Linked DNA regions of Sus scrofa: region 1 is linked to region 2. The links are chromatin contacts, called in public Hi-C maps. All regions are on one chromosome and are shown on one strand. The core of a region is the stretch at or near the end of the contact, and the rest is flanking DNA. Distances in the headings are between cores, read along the strand shown. Region 1 has its middle 32 kb from the start of F11R. Region 2 holds the start of KLHDC9 (kelch domain-containing protein 9).

What was found. A called contact is a pair of places that touch in the nucleus more often than the background predicts.
Region 1: a contact with region 2 is called in a Hi-C map of fetal liver, with 3 times the contacts expected there. The contact joins the enhancer-like site here to the promoter of KLHDC9 in region 2. A contact is called at or near these places in 1 of 5 promoter capture datasets (liver), 23 of 47 Hi-C or Micro-C datasets (adipose tissue, alveolar macrophages, blood and 13 more) and 1 of 2 datasets of contacts at active chromatin or transcription factors (skeletal muscle).

The regions. Positions count from the first base shown.
Region 1 is chr4:89,455,393-89,459,432 of Sscrofa11.1, forward strand. No RefSeq gene overlaps it. Among named protein-coding and RNA genes, the nearest start is that of F11R, 32 kb to the left of the region's middle. Within about 2 kb of position 1,354, at least 8 of the 83 cell types and tissues checked have an H3K27ac peak or open chromatin away from gene starts, as enhancers often do. A contact at or near this core is called in epiblast stem cells and fetal liver, where this site is marked.
Region 2 is chr4:89,343,079-89,347,194 of Sscrofa11.1, forward strand. KLHDC9 (kelch domain-containing protein 9) reads right to left here and starts at 1,714. Exons shown (of 5, transcript XR_001308309.2): 1 at 1,165-1,714; 2 at 741-870.

The DNA.
Region 1 (4,040 bases), core at 104-2,603, 110 kb after region 2:
ATGAGTTCCCTTTGTCCCGCTGTGAATGCTTGGCACTTGCCATCAACCTCTACATGGATTAAATTATGAGCCACTGCAGCTGCCAACCCATGACAGCCCCTGAGCAGAGCTCAGGGTGAACAGCAGGAGCAAGGCATTCTGCTCTGGGAAAACTGGAAGAACATTTTTAGGAGATTTCATGTGCCCAGTTCTTGCATCTCCTCATATCTAGAAAAACACTAAAATCCTTCAGGGTGACATCTGCTTGTGACTGGTAGTAAACTTCAGGAGACCAGCAACAAATTTTTGTAAGATGTGTGTATGCTGCATACACCTCCCCCTCACCTTTATCAGATCCTGATATTTCCCCCTTTGCACCTTGGGTGGTATTTCAGCCCAGTCTGAATACCCCCCAAGTATATACCGTCATCTGTGAATGCAGTCACCTACCAGGGTGAGAGCCGGTGAGTCCTGCAGGCTGTGAAAACTCAGGATGCTGGCCCTGACAGCGGAGGTGCATATCAAAGGAATGATTTCAGTGAGCCCAGGGCTCTTTTGTTCCTGTTCCCAGCCCTTTGTTGCAAAAACTCCTATGTATCCTAGCTCCTACCTTAGCTCCTCGGAACAGTTTCTCTGGGCTAACTCCCAGGCTTAAATCCTAATTTTACCCCAAATAAAATTTAACTCTCAACTTTCAGGTTGTGTCTCTTTTAGTTGACACCGCCCTGGAAGGAGTTTGGCAAGGGCAGTGTGGCTGGGGAATAAAGGAGGAGCAAAGACAACGTCTCAGATCCCAGGCTTCTCTCTTTCTCTCACCTTTTCCCACCTATGTTTTGGCAACATTCCTAGGAATCTGTGATCTCTAATTCTGCAGGCCCTTAACTGCTTCCTGCCTCAATTCCTCACCTAAAATGGCACACAGAACACCCGAAGTCTGTTGTAGGAGGAAAAAAACACATTTTCCCCACTACCCTTCTAGGTTCTCCTGCTGAGACTCTGTACATGAGACTGACAAAAGACAGATTAACAAGGGACAGAGAGGATTTCCCGTGGTGACCCAACATTGGGTCCTTAAACCTGCTGAGCCGCAGCAGGAACTCCAGTAAAGTCTTGTTAATGTAGACTTCACATTAAATTCAGGTTAGTGTAAACAATAAACTATGTGGGTGCGGGTTGTTTTAGTATTCATTTAACTCAGAAAGTTCGGAGAATGGCACATGCTGTAGTCAGTACAAAAGAGGTTAGAATGTAGGTTTTTCACATTAGGGAGGAAGGGGCAGGAAATTTAAGAGAGAAGCAAAAGTGCAAAGGCACAAAAAGCCCTGAAGAAAAGGGACTTTTCCTGCAACTAGATATGCTACCACCAGGTGGAGCCAGACCCTGCGGCCATGGCTCTTCCTATCGTGATACGATGTTACAAGCATGATTTCCTGGAACTAGAGTTAAGCACTGGGAATTAAAAGTAGTTAACTTGATTCATCAGATTGGCGAAATTTAAACAAAGCTTGTATAAGGTAGAAAAAAAATTTACTTATACCATTGCAAGTTCTTGGATGAAGACACACCCACACTGCCAACAATAAAAAGATTAACAGGCAAAAAACACAGAAGTTTAATAACATGTATACCTTCAGTGCCCCTGGAAAGTCATCCAGGAAAACTGAGTGACTCCCCAAAGTGGTCGAAGCACCGTCCTTAAATACTATCTCTAGCTAAAGACATAAAATGTTAGGAGGTTGTGGTGGGGGAGAGAGAGTTATTAGAAGTTTTCTAGCAAAGCACAGTAAGGTTCTTATTCGGATTTAAGCCCATGCCTTCTCCATTGATAAGAAGTTTTTAGAGATTTGGTCATAATGTTGCTGAAATTCGGCCTCTGTCCACTGGTACCGAATAGAAACTTGGAGACAAGAGTTTTGGGTGAAGGAGGAAAAAAAAAAAAAGCTTTATTCATTTGCCGGGCAAAGGAGGGTCACAGCAGGCTAATGCCCTAAAAACTGTGCCCTGTTTCCCCCCACCCCTCATCTTGGGAGAGAATAGGAGATGGTTTTATAATTTGGGATTGACAAATAGGGCCACAGATGAGGATCAGGTAGATGCAAGTTTCACAGTTTTTCAAAGCTGGTGTTAAGTGGTACCAAGACCGGTTCTGGGGGTCCTTCTTCCTGGAATGAAGAATGCTTCATTAACAACTTCCATTTGTTGGGGGGTTTAGTGCTGCAGAAGAACTCAAAAATATTGTTATGTATATTCCTTGAGGAGGGACCAGGACCCTGCCCCAAGGCTGTACTATTGTCTCTTGACTGCTCCTCCCCGGTTTCTACATCCCCCTCCCTTCCCTGATTAGCAACTGTTTGAATTCAGGCAAGATCCAGGAGATTGAATGAGACCTATTTCCTAAAAAGCAGTGGGGGACATAGGTTTTTGTGCCCAGGAACCCCAGAGGGCCCTGCCCGGTTTCAATACTCCTCTTCCTGGTACCGAGAGGAAGACATCCTTCCAAGTGGAGATTTCCTTGATACATGTAAATTCTTACAAAGGGTAACTTCTATTTGGTTTTCTGAGCTTTTCCAGTATCTGCTGTTTTAAAAAAGTAACTAGCTCAAAATTATCCTTACATCATCATTTCCCCTTGTGATGCTGCCAAAACGAATCCTACTAGTATCCTCGAGGATGCAGGTTCGATTCCAAGTCTTGCTCGTGGGTTGAGGATCCAGTTTTGCCTTGAGCTGTGGTGTAGGTTGCAGACATGGCTTGGATCCTGCCTTGTTGTGGCTGTGGTGCAGGCCGGCAGCTGCAGTTCTGATTTGAACCCTAGTCTGGGAACTTTCATATGCCTCAGGTACAGCCCTAAACAAAACAAAACAAAAACCAACAACAAAAAACTGACCTGGCAATCCTGTGACCAAACCAAACTCGGGTCTGCTCACCTGCCATGCAGCAAAGCCTACTGACACCAGGTGGTGGTGAAGGAAAGTTCAACATTTATTGCAAAGAGCCAGGCAAGGACAGTGGGTAGCCTGAGCTCAAAAGACCTGAACTCTCCAATGGCTTTGAGGGAAAAGATTTAAGGCAAAATTTAGGGTGAGAGTTGCAGTTCATGAACTTTTTACATTTTCTTTCTTTCTTTCTTTTTTTTTTGTCTTTTTTTTTTTTGTCTTTTTGCCTTTTCTAGGGCCACTCCCTCGGCATATGGAGGTTCCCAGGCTAGGGGTCTAATTGGAGCTGTAGTCACCGGCATACACCACAGCTCACAGCAACATGGGATTCACGGAATTTTTTCTGATGGGTTGGTGGTGGGCTAATAGGGTGATGCTTCAGAAATCTTAGTCATCAACCTTCTACACGCTAGTGGTCAAGATGTAGTTACCATCCTCCTCCGATCTTAGTTTCTGCAGAATGACTCAAAGATATGCATCATATTTGTTTGGAGTTCCCATGGTGGTGCAGTGGAAACAAATCCGACTAGGAACCATGAAGTTGCTGGTTCAATCCCTGGCTTCACTCAGTGGGTTAAGGATCCTGCATTGCCATGACCTGTGGTGTAGGTCGCAGATGCGATTTGCATCCCGCGTTGCTGTGGCTGTGGCATAGGCCAGTGGCTACAGCTCCGATTCGATGCCTAGCCTGGGAACCTCCATATGCCGTGATAATCCCTTGAAAAGGAAATAAGACTTTCTTATTATGGCTGAAATATTGTTTAAGCTATCACTACACTTCTTGGCTTGCTTGCTTTTCCTTGTTTCTGGATTCTGTCACATCCCTAATTAGTAACTACTTGAGTCTGCTCCTTGGAATTCGGGGAAGGCCTAGGAGACTAAAACCTTTTTCTATGAACAAGAAACAGGGACCATGGCAGGGCTTTTGTACCTGGGAAGTTCTTGCAGGGTCCTGCTCATTTTTTCAATCCCCTCTTTTCTTTGATAATCCTCAATCCTGAGAGGAACAGGAGTGGGACAAGAAAGGAAATAAATTTTTGGATAGAAAGATTAATCATAAACTCAGCAGGGGAACTCGGTTTTAGGTGACTTGGTTTCAATCCCATGTCTAGGAATTTACCCTGA
Region 2 (4,116 bases), core at 464-2,963:
GTTCAGGGTCTTAGACTTGGAGAATTCCCGGGGAAGAAGGGGCTAGGGTGAGGATGTAGATAAACTGCCTGCAAATTTGGTTTTTCCAGAGTATAGATGAAGGGAGGATGGAAGGTTTGGGGGCAAGTGGTGTCATACCAATAGGTGCGGGCGCCAGGATCCAGCCTTAGCGTGTAGATGCTTCCATAGCGGCGCTGAGTGCGGGTCCCTCCCTCCCTGCCTGCCACCCTCAGCTCTCGGTCGGAGAGGCTGGTACAGGTGTGACTACTGAGGCCGGCAGGGGGGCGGTTGCCGGGGGCGGCGTTCCACACCTCCCACACACCCTGCTCTGTGTCCAGAGCGGCCACTGTGGCCAGGCGGCGCGACCCGTCCCAGCCGCCCACCACACAAAGCCAGCGCCCGCCCACCGGTGCAGCGTCATGATGGCTGCGCCTCGGTCCGCCCGGGGCTCGCACCTGCACCGCCTGACCCCTAGCAGGGTCGAACACCACCGTATCACTGCTCGGCTCTCTTGCTCCCCCGGCTAGGAGACCCCCCACCAGATAGAACCGTCCCCGCAGTTCGGTGCATGAATGGAAGGCCCGCGCCAGCAGCGGGTCCCGCGCCACTGGCCGCCAGGTCCAGCCCGAGCCCCCTGCCCCACCCCCTACCCCCGCCATGGGCCCGGGGAGGTTGGGCTGCTGGGCCCGCTGTCCCGCGCCCCTACATGGGAGTCCAAGCTTCCCTCAAACCGCTCCTACCGGAAGCCCGGATCCCCACCTCAAGACACCAGCTTTTTTCCACCGTCGCCCAGCAACAACGGCGGTGGCTGCAGCGCGACCGCTGCAAACTGAAGGTCGGAAAGCACCGGTTACCGTGGAAACAGGAGACCTAGGTAGCCACAGGAATCAGATTCTGTTGTCACCATGGCTACGGGAGCTGTGTGAGGTCAATAAAATCTTGAAAAATTGTTAAACTCAGAAAATCAGAGGGCAGTCTGTTCCTCAGAAGGACTCCTATTATCTAAACTGCGAATTCACTTGCGATTATGATGTTTGAGGTGCAGGTGTTGTTCCGCAGGGGGTGAACGTCCTTTTGACGTTTTTCTAATTCATATTGATGTCCCCGGGGGCGAGGTAGGAACAGGAACCTAAAGTCAGAGTAAGAAGTGGACTAAGCACTGACCTGAGAGTCAGGAAACTTGGGTTCTGGTTCCAACTATATCCTTATTCCTCAAGTGATTGTTTTCCTCCAGGCCTCTTTTTCTCATTTATAAAATGTGCCGTCGGGGAGTTCTCTGGTGGCTCAGCGGGTTAAGGAGCCGGCGTTGTCACTGCTGTGGCTCAGATTGCTGCTGTGACGCGGGTTGGGTCCCTGGCCCAGGAATTCCTCCCAGCCGTCGGCCCCAAATATGCTATTGGGTTTTTCCTTAGGAGTCTTCCACTGCGCGGAAAAGGCAGGAAGGTCCTGATTGACTGGGTGGGACAGTCCTTTCCTCTCTGGCCACTAGGGGGTAGTAGAACTCAGTCTCTCAGGGCACATTGTGTTTATTTGTGTGTGTTGGGGAGGGAGATTGGATTGGGGGGAAATACCTCAGGCATACTTGAGCCTTGGAGAACTTTTCAGTATTGAGTCAAAAGAAAAGTAATTCCTTATTTCGTCTTGTCTCATAGGTTCACACAGCACAAGGATACAGGTACTGTAGCATCTGGAACTCAGAATTAAGGACAGAGAGTTTCTCCTGATAAGATCCAGGGCAGAAGCTGCCCAGCCTTAAAAGCTGGTTGTGGATGATGTGGGGGAGGAGTGAGAAAACCATACTCCTGCCCCTCCCTAGTATCTTCCTTTTTTTTCAGCCAGGTTCCTGAGCTGCTTCTTAACTCTGTCCTTCCAAGACCCTGTGAAGAATGAAGAGGCCCAGATCCAAGCTGGCTAATATTAGCTATAGGTGAAAATGCAGACAGATTTCTGCTCCCGACAGAAACAGGACGGTGTTCCCCAGGGCTGGGCTGTTAATGGGAGTGATGACTGCTGACTTTGTTGTTGTTGTTGTTGAGTTGTATGAGCTGTTTGTATATTTTGAAAATTAAGCCCTTGTCGGTCACATCATTTGCAATATTTTCTCCCAATCCGTAGGTGTTTTTGTTTTGTTTATAGTTTCCTGTGACTACTTAATTTTGCCTTGGGTTTCTATACAGCAACTTGATCCTCAGCATGCCTAAGAAACTGAGGCCATGGAGAGTGGCTAGGGCTGCTGTGGAGATGGACATGTAACTCAGGGATCTGACAGCACAGCTGGGCTCTTTCTGCTCCTGATCTTAACTCCTGGTCCTTAGAGAAAACAGCCTGAGGAGGGTGTGGATAGTAAGGCCCGGTTAGAGAGACTGGAAGGTACCAGGACCTGTTCCTCATGTATACCTTAAAGCTGTGACTCAATAGTAGCTTTCAAAGTCTCTGCCCACCCAACTATAGCATCTTCAATTTCCTGGGTCTGACAAAGAGCATCTTCAGTTTTCCAGATCATGGTAACAAATCACTAAGTTGTTTTTTTGTTTGTTTGTTTTTTTGTCTTTTTAGGGCCACACCCATGGCATATGGAGGTTCCCAGGCTAGGGGTCCAGTTGGAGCTGCAGCCTCTGGCCTACGCCAGAGCCACAGCAACTGGGGATCCGAACCACATCTGCAACCTATACAACCTACACCACAGTTCAGGGCAATGCAGGATCCTTAACCCACTGAGCAAAGCCAGGAATGGAAGCCGAGTCCTCATGGATAGTAGTTGGATTCATTAACCACTGAGCCACGACGGGAACTCCCACAAATCCCTAACTTCTAATATCCTTGACTGAAATCTGAAAGCCAGTCTTTTCCCTAGGGCTCCTGACTGGCTGACCTCACAGCAGCTGGATTCAGATCTGTCACACTCCTACCATTTAGGCAAGGAGCTGCCTGGAGGGATAGTGTCATTTTGCTTAAATCGTATTGGCCTATATGCCCATTTTAGGCTCTTGCTTTTGCTTAAGTCTTTGGCTGTTCTGCCAGACTCATTTTCTGCCTCTCTGGGAGAGAACAGGAAACTCCCCACCCCAGGGGCCTTTCCAGCTCTTCTCTTCCAGCTGTGTTTTCCTTCTCCCCTGAGCTTCAACTCTGACTCTGAGTCCTTAGCAGTTGGCATCTCACTTGGACATGGAGCCAGAATCTCTCATACTCCTTGGCTATATCCCCTCCCCGCCTCCTTAGTTCTGCACCTCCTCTAGTTCCATGTAGTAACTAGAGGTGTCTATCCATTGCTGCCCCAGACACCTAAAGGGAGGATGCCTACCTCCCCTGGTTAGTCTGAATCAAGCTGTATTTGGAAAGAGGCAGAAACTGGGGGAAGGGAGGGAAGAGGAAAAGGGGAAAGAGAAGAGAGAGAGAGAAAGAAAGAAAAGCCAATTTGCACTTGTCTGACACATACTTGACACCCCAGGGAGGCATCTAAAGTGGTCTATGACGACCCTGTAAATGATAGAAAACTGAAAGGATGTTAAGATAAAGTGAAGAAGAATTGTGAGAGATAGGGAGATAGAGCAACAAGGGCTCCTCCTTCTCTGGACCTGAGTTCACTTAATAATAATGTCCAGGGACAGCCTCTGTCCAGGAGTGGGGGTGGGGCAGACAATCCTGAAAGTCTCAGAATCTTGACGTGATCCTACGAATTTGGTGTCCTTGGTTAGCTGTTTTTGGTGAGCAAAGATCCCTACAGCTCAGCTTCCTTGTCTTTTTTTTTTTTTTTTTAGGTCTGCACCTGCGGCATATGGAAGTTCCCGGTCTAGGAGTTGAACCAGAGCTGCAGCACAGGGGTATGCTGGCCTACATCACAGCCACAACAGTGTGGGATATGAGCTGCATCTGTGACCTACGCTGCAACTTATGGCAACGCCAGATTCTTAATCCACCGAGTGAGGCCAGGGATCAAACCTGAATCCTCATGGATACTGGTCAGGTTCTTAACCTACTGAGCCGCAACGGGAAATCCATCAGCTTCCTAGTCTTAGATGTCTGCCCCAACCCCAAATCTACACCCCCTTGTTTCAAACCTTCACAAAACTCTTAATCAATTTTCTCCTTCCCTTAACCCCATCTTCTGACCCTGGA